Linked DNA regions of Gasterosteus aculeatus: region 1 is linked to region 2. Evidence: chromatin contacts called from public Hi-C data. All regions are on one chromosome and are shown on one strand. Each heading gives the region's core, a stretch centred on a gene start, on an enhancer-like site or on the middle of the called end of the contact. The rest is flanking DNA. Distances are from core to core; before and after follow the strand shown.

What was found. A called contact is a pair of places that touch in the nucleus more often than the background predicts.
Region 1: a contact with region 2 is called in a Hi-C map of skeletal muscle, with 6 times the contacts expected there. The contact joins the promoter of xirp2a here to the promoter of abcb11b in region 2. A contact is called at or near these places in 3 of 6 Hi-C or Micro-C datasets (skeletal muscle and whole body).

What each region holds. Positions count from the first base shown.
Region 1 is chr1:28,978,416-28,981,627 of fGasAcu3.hap1.1, reverse strand. xirp2a (xin actin binding repeat containing 2a) reads left to right here and starts at 1,473. Exons shown (of 14, transcript XM_078102154.1): 1 at 1,473-2,273; 2 at 2,790-2,826.
Region 2 is chr1:28,845,961-28,849,286 of fGasAcu3.hap1.1, reverse strand. It overlaps abcb11b (ATP-binding cassette, sub-family B (MDR/TAP), member 11b), which reads right to left and starts at 1,539. Exons shown (of 29, transcript XM_040189613.2): 1 at 1,397-1,539; 2 at 1,171-1,259; 3 at 1,017-1,050; 4 at 300-329; 5 at 157-208; 6 at 1-54. The coding sequence starts at 1,249.

The DNA of each region.
Region 1 (3,212 bases), core at 224-2,723, 130 kb before region 2:
TTCATGGACGATCTGGGTTAATTTAGAACGATTCGATTGAGTGACTTGAAATCGATTCAGTAACTTTACTGGACAGTGCAGGCAAAGTTTCTGAGATCCCTGTTGTTTCTTGTAAGGAAATCAGGTTTAAATTAATTATGGATATTATAAACAAGCAAACAACAATTAATGGCAAATGTATTAACCTTTTATTTGAATCAAGTGCCATTTTTAATGTAAACATTACACATTGTTTGCATCAATTCACAGAACCCCGGATTTTCAACCACATTGTCGGGTCGCATGTCTTTACAGATAAACTTTGCAATTGTTACTGTGATGTTGAGTTTGGTGCTGGCGAGGCCTGAGGCGTCTGCAGAGCTGGAGTTACCTGCTGCTGCTGCAGCGGTGACGCTGCTAGAGGTCCTGACTGTCGGCGTTGTTTAATCCCACGGCGCCTTAGTAGATGGCCGGAAAGATTCGTCGTGTTTCCGTAGTTTTTTAATTTGTCATCTACATCTTCTACAAACAGCGACCGACTTAAACACCTCTGTGTTTACAAAAGCCAAAATGTTTCCACGCGCTGAATCGATTAAGTTGGTTTGTAAATGTCTCGCTGGCAGTCGTCTCCTCCACGCTGAGTTTTGTTGTTGTTCAGAGTTTCGCGCGGCTGCCGCTGCGTACTGATGACGTCACAGACAGGCAGACTGAATCCAGTAACGTTTAACGCGTCTAAAGTGCTAAAAAACAAACAAACAAACACTCATCCACACAGTTTTTGTGCTTACATCCAATGTGCTCCAAGTATCGATACAAATCGATTATGTTTTAGATTAGATTCAACTTTATTGTCACTGCACAGGGTACAAGTACTGAGGCAACGAAATGCAGTTTAACATCCAACCAGAAGTGCAAAATAGTGCAAAAAAAGTGCAGAGTATGTGCATATGTAAAGTGTAATAAGTGAATAAATAGATATGTACAGTAAGAAATAGTTTTGCAGTATGAACAGTAAGAAATGGATATGTAATAACCGTAATAGTGCAAATGTTCAGTGGCAGTGTGTGGCAGTCAAGCCAGGGTGGAGGGGGGAGTACAGTCACTGAGGGAGATGTGTGGGGGTGGGGGGCAGAGTTCAGAGTTCAGTAGGGTGACAGCCGCAGGAATGAAGCTGTTCCTGAACCTGCTGGTCCGGGAACGGAGCACCCTGTAGCGCCTCCCAGAGGGGAGGAGGGCAAACAGTCTGTGGCTGGGGTGAGAGCTGCGTGCCCTCCGCAGACATCTCTTGCTCTAGACGGCCTCGATGGTGGGGAGTGAGGAACCGGCGATGCGTTGGGCAGTTTTCACCACCCTCTGCAGTGATTTACGGTCCGCGACAGAGCAGCTGCCGTACCATACTGAGATGCAGTTTGTAAGGATGCTCTCTATGGTATATGTATCCTCAGATTCTCTAGAATCTGAGGAGACAGATGGGCCGTCTTCATTCTCCTCAGGAAGAAGAGACGCTGGTGTGCTTTCTTTACCAGCGATGAGGTGTTGAGGGTCCAAGAGAGGTCCTCAGAGATGTGGACACCCAGGAACTTGAAGCTGGCGACACGCTCAACCTCCGTCCCGTTGATATGGATGGGGATGTGAGTGCCAGTTTTCTTGTACCATTTCAATCGATTTGTAATATTGTCGTCCGGAATGCCGATTTGCTGAGCACAGATCGATTCAGTTGGATCGCAGGAATATAAATCGATTCAGTGGATGAATCGTTACACCCCTAGTAAAAATGGACTTCTCCACAATATATCGCAACTAAACCACTTTTAGAAGAGAATAATGATTTTGCAGAATAACTGAATTTATATGCAATGCTCCAAAAAATAAACACTTAAACAACACAATGTAACTCCAAGTCAATCACACTTCTATTAATGTTAATGTTAACTGGTGGTAAACTAGATTCGGCCACAGAGGCTGTTACAACAACCATGTTTGGTCATATGCATTTAGATGCCATTGAGCAATCATTTTTGTTTATTGCGTAAGGAAGCGTGACAGAACTATGCAGAGCATGTGTGCCGACGTCAAGGAGAAACGGGAATGATGACTGGGTAAGATTACACTGGCAGTTCCCTAATCATGTAAATGCACAGTGTATTAATCTACTGCATTGCCTCCCAGTACACGACATGCAGTCTGGTTTCTCTCCCTTTGTACAGGGAAACCCCTTCTGGAGCAGCACGGCATGCGTTCTTCTGATTTGTTTATTTTCGTTTGAGAACTTCATGTGATTGTTCCTTATTTCTGTAAGTGTACCGCTTATTTTCTTTTTTTGCAAAGATTTTATGAACGTCTTCATTTTCTTTTTTTATACAGATGCTGTTTATCAACTTTAATTGGTTGTTAATTTAAGGAATATTGTTTATGAATAAATTAAAACACTTTCATTCTGCACCTTCGGATATTGATATCTTGATGTAATGGCTGTGATGCAGTCCTCATTTGTACAATTGTAGCCACTATGGCTGTGATATCTTTTGAAGAGTGTATAAAAATATTTATATTTTATATATATATAATATAAATATTTTTAGGAAAGGTAATTTAGCTATAGCACAATATGGGCCATTTAAATAATCTAATCTTTGGCTGAAAAGTAGTTTTGGAATCTGAAAATATTACATTTCCTTACTGTCAAACAAACCAGCATGAATAATGTGCGGTCGGCTGCTATATAGGGTTTTTTCTGGCTGTGCTTTTAAACACTGTTCGTTTATCTATAAAAGGACTGAGATGTTCATGTGTGATTTTTATATTTCCAGACTCTTTTCTTGGGAACCACAATGACCTCTGTGCTCTGTAAGTATGTACACTGTTATGAGTTATTCAATGACATCTTTTAATGGTTCACAGGACTATATTCTTCATTCTGACTGTGTAGACACCGTAACATGATAATAGTTACTTCCGTCTTATCTTATCCGAGGGATCACATTTCAGTCTGTCCTCTAAATAGAGAAGTCTGGAGTCCTAGGCTGGGAATTCAACGTGGGAGCCACCACAGGACCTGCAATATGTTTTATTTAATAGGAGCAGACAGTGGTTTTACCCTGGTGGGTCTTCACCAGATAGTCTCACTAAGCCCTGCTAGGGCACAAATAGTGTCTTGTTGTATTAAAGAAAAGCTGCTCTGGAGCCGAGTGTCAGCGAGCATTATGTTTGTTCTCACACTGAATTCCACTCAG
Region 2 (3,326 bases), core at 290-2,789:
GCACACGCCTCCCAGCGCCATCATCAGCACCTCCCGGCACGTGGCGTATCGGAACTGGGCGGGCACAGGTAGCGACGCCGGGGTTAGCGGCGGGTGGAATCTCAAAAGGGGAGATGGAGAAGGGAGGGGCGAGCGCTACGGAGCAGAACGTCTTACCAGCTGGAAGAAGCCAACCCTGATTGCCGGCTGATCGCCGTTCTGCCGCTTTCTGTTTTGGAAAAAGAAGGCCGGTCAGTTTGTTTTCATTGGAGGTGAACGTGTGAAAGTTTGCAGGACCTCTTTTGCCATCTTGTACTCACGTGCCGTCATTGCTGGAAGATGTTGTGGTCCTGCATGGGAAGAAAAACAAAAACACACGGTGAGCCGCTACACGCCCATGGAAATAGAAGATGCGTGTTTAGAGCTGGAGTTCGTGGATTGAGTGCCACCTAGTGGTGATTCTGCAGATTGCAGCCCACTGAAACTCCTCCCAGGTTACGGTGGGGTTTTGTTTGTCCATTCCAGAAGGTAATAAAACGTATATTTTCAGGTCCGTATAGACAAAAGAAATTCTACTTTTAAAATATGATATTCCATCTCTACCAATAGATTACTTGCAATCCTACACATTGGCCCTCTAAAAAATGCATCATAATTTCTATACATAATTCATAATCAGGATTTTCCGTTCTAATGGATCATCTGCTAACAATTGTTTATTCTCTAAGCCCTGCAGATATTCCACAGATGGTCAAAGCTTTTATGATGCCTTTGCCAACCTCTAAGCCTCTTCCCGATTGTTGCTGTGTGTGTGTGTGTGTGTGTGTGTGTGAGTGTGTGAGAGAGAGAGATTCTGTATGGTGGCCGTGAAAGCTCAATAAACCGCAAATAACAGATTAATTAGTGATGAAAACAATCCTCAATTGGAGCCTGATCTTGCATTAAAGCATGCAATAAATCATCATTTCTAATGCATAATATAATAATAATGGGATGCATTACTTAATGCATTTTGTAACCCTACTGTTGAGTGTTACCTATTATTAGGAGCGGCAGCGCTGCCAGCTGGTTCTGCAATAGAAGAATTCCATAAGTATTGTATTGTTTTACAGGTACAACTGTAAACCTAACCTTTTTTTTTTACTTGATCTCTATATTATTCGATCATTTCAAACTTTCGCCGTGCATTACCTTCATCGGAGAAGTTGTAGCTGTGGTTTTCCTGTCCCAGTTTTTTTATGCTGTGCAATTTCACTGATCCGGCCGGCATGTTGACTCATCTAGGTGAAGCCAAAAGAGAGCAGATCTCAAATATGCACAACACGAACAAATAGCGTTTCCTAATAACAGTAATGTCAAAAGTAATCCCCACTAGACAGTCAATTATTGTGGACTTTTCAGGTAGAGTGAGACTTACACGTTTCCTTTTTTAAAAAGAGAAAACCAGCTTTCTTATCCTCGAGTGTGACCGAAGTGAGCAGCGCTCCTGCGGCGACGTGGGGCCGTTACTTCCCACAGCTAAGCAGCCCTGCAGCTCGTCGCCGCACACTGGGTATCTCGCCGGCGAGTCAAGTGTTCTTATTGGACAGGATCGGCCGGGACTCGGGGTCAGAGTGTGTTGTCTGAGGGTAAGTGTCCTGTCGGTTTATGGTGCTCAAAGGGCCGGTGACCCCGGCAGGGCAAATATTTCCCCCTGTAGTGGGCCATGTGCCGTTGTTTTCTGCATCCTCACTATCTGAACGTGACTGATTTACTCACACAGGGCGCTGCTTTAGAATAACGCTATCCTCGGGATAGAGACTCATACAGGATTTAGATATGAATTTGTTAATAGGGCAGCAGTAGCTCAATGCACAGTGTGGGGGGGTTTGCATAGGTTGTGCAACTTGAGTCCTGTGGCGAGGTGCCAGTTCACCTACCGGGCACTAGTGGCCCAATAGCTGTCCAGATGCATTGCAACGACTCCTGTACGTTTGAACGCATGTGAATGAAGGAAATCAAAAGTAATTCTCCAGTTTGTGTGGTTTTTGTGGGGCCACGAATGCGCGGATCCTGACACATCTTCTGCCCACCGTGTGACTCTTGCCCGCTTTTGCTACTGGTAAATTGTGTTTGCACCCAAAACATCCCCTCGCTACGCCGTAGCTGCATGTGTTGTGTTCAGATGTCGCTGTGCGTCGACATGTAGGTCATTGCCCTTTCCCAGCTCGACCTCCTCAGGAGCTTCATTTTTATTATACCTGTGTCATCTTTCTTCACCTTGAATGCAACAGCAAGAGGAATCTACATGTCGTTTACTGCTGCTCCCGTAGGTTTGTTTCATTGGGCCTAAATTTCCGGTTTCAATCATGTTTTAGAAGAAATGCTTAATTTGCATCTTTAAATCAGGACCTTTAATTGTGTATGAGAATGTAAAATCCTCCTTGCGATTTTTTTTGTGTGGAATGGGACTTAATGGCACCGTACTGTCCCAGCAGGCTAACACAAACCGCTGTATTGCTCACTCGCATGTACTGAAGGTCATTCACTGCTGCCTTCAAGTGCCGTCAGGAAACCGCAAAGACAAAAATGATCAACATGTGTCCATTATACAGTGGGTACAGAAACTATTCAGAACCCTTTAAATTTTTCACTCTGTTTCATTGCAGCCATTTGCTAAAATCGAAAAAGTTAATTTTATTTCTCATTAATGTAAACTCAACCGCATCTTGACAGACAAAAAACAGAAATGTAGAATTCTTTGCAAATGTATTAAAAAAGAAAAGCTGAAATATCACATGGTCATAAGTATTCAGACACTCATATTTAACTCACATGCTGTCCATTTGTTCTCCTTGAGATGGTTCTACTCCTTCAAGTCCTGCTGTGTTTAAATAAACTGATTGGACTTGAGTAGGAACGGCACTCACCTATATAAGGTCTATATGAGACCTCACAGCTCACAGTGGATGTCAGAGCAAATGAGAATCATGAGGTCGAAGGAACTGCCCAAGGAGCTCAGAGACAGGAGTGTGGCAAGGCACAGATCAAGAGTGAAAAATGTACAGGGGTCTGAATACTTTCCGTACCCACTGTACGTTTCAGAAATCCAGGGACATGATTTATGCTGAACCATAATCGTATCCTTCGGTTTTCATAATCTGAAGAGTCCAGGATAAGGTTGATAACTGTATTATGAAAGGAATAAAAACACCAGATGTGGTAAACATACAATAAAAAAACATTTCCTTTTGTTTTTCCAGTGTTTTTTACATGAATAAAGTGAATTGTTCATGTATGCCGTGCGTGGGCGTCGTGTAAAGCCAACCTAGATGAAACTGCACTGACTCCAGTACCATCAGAAATAT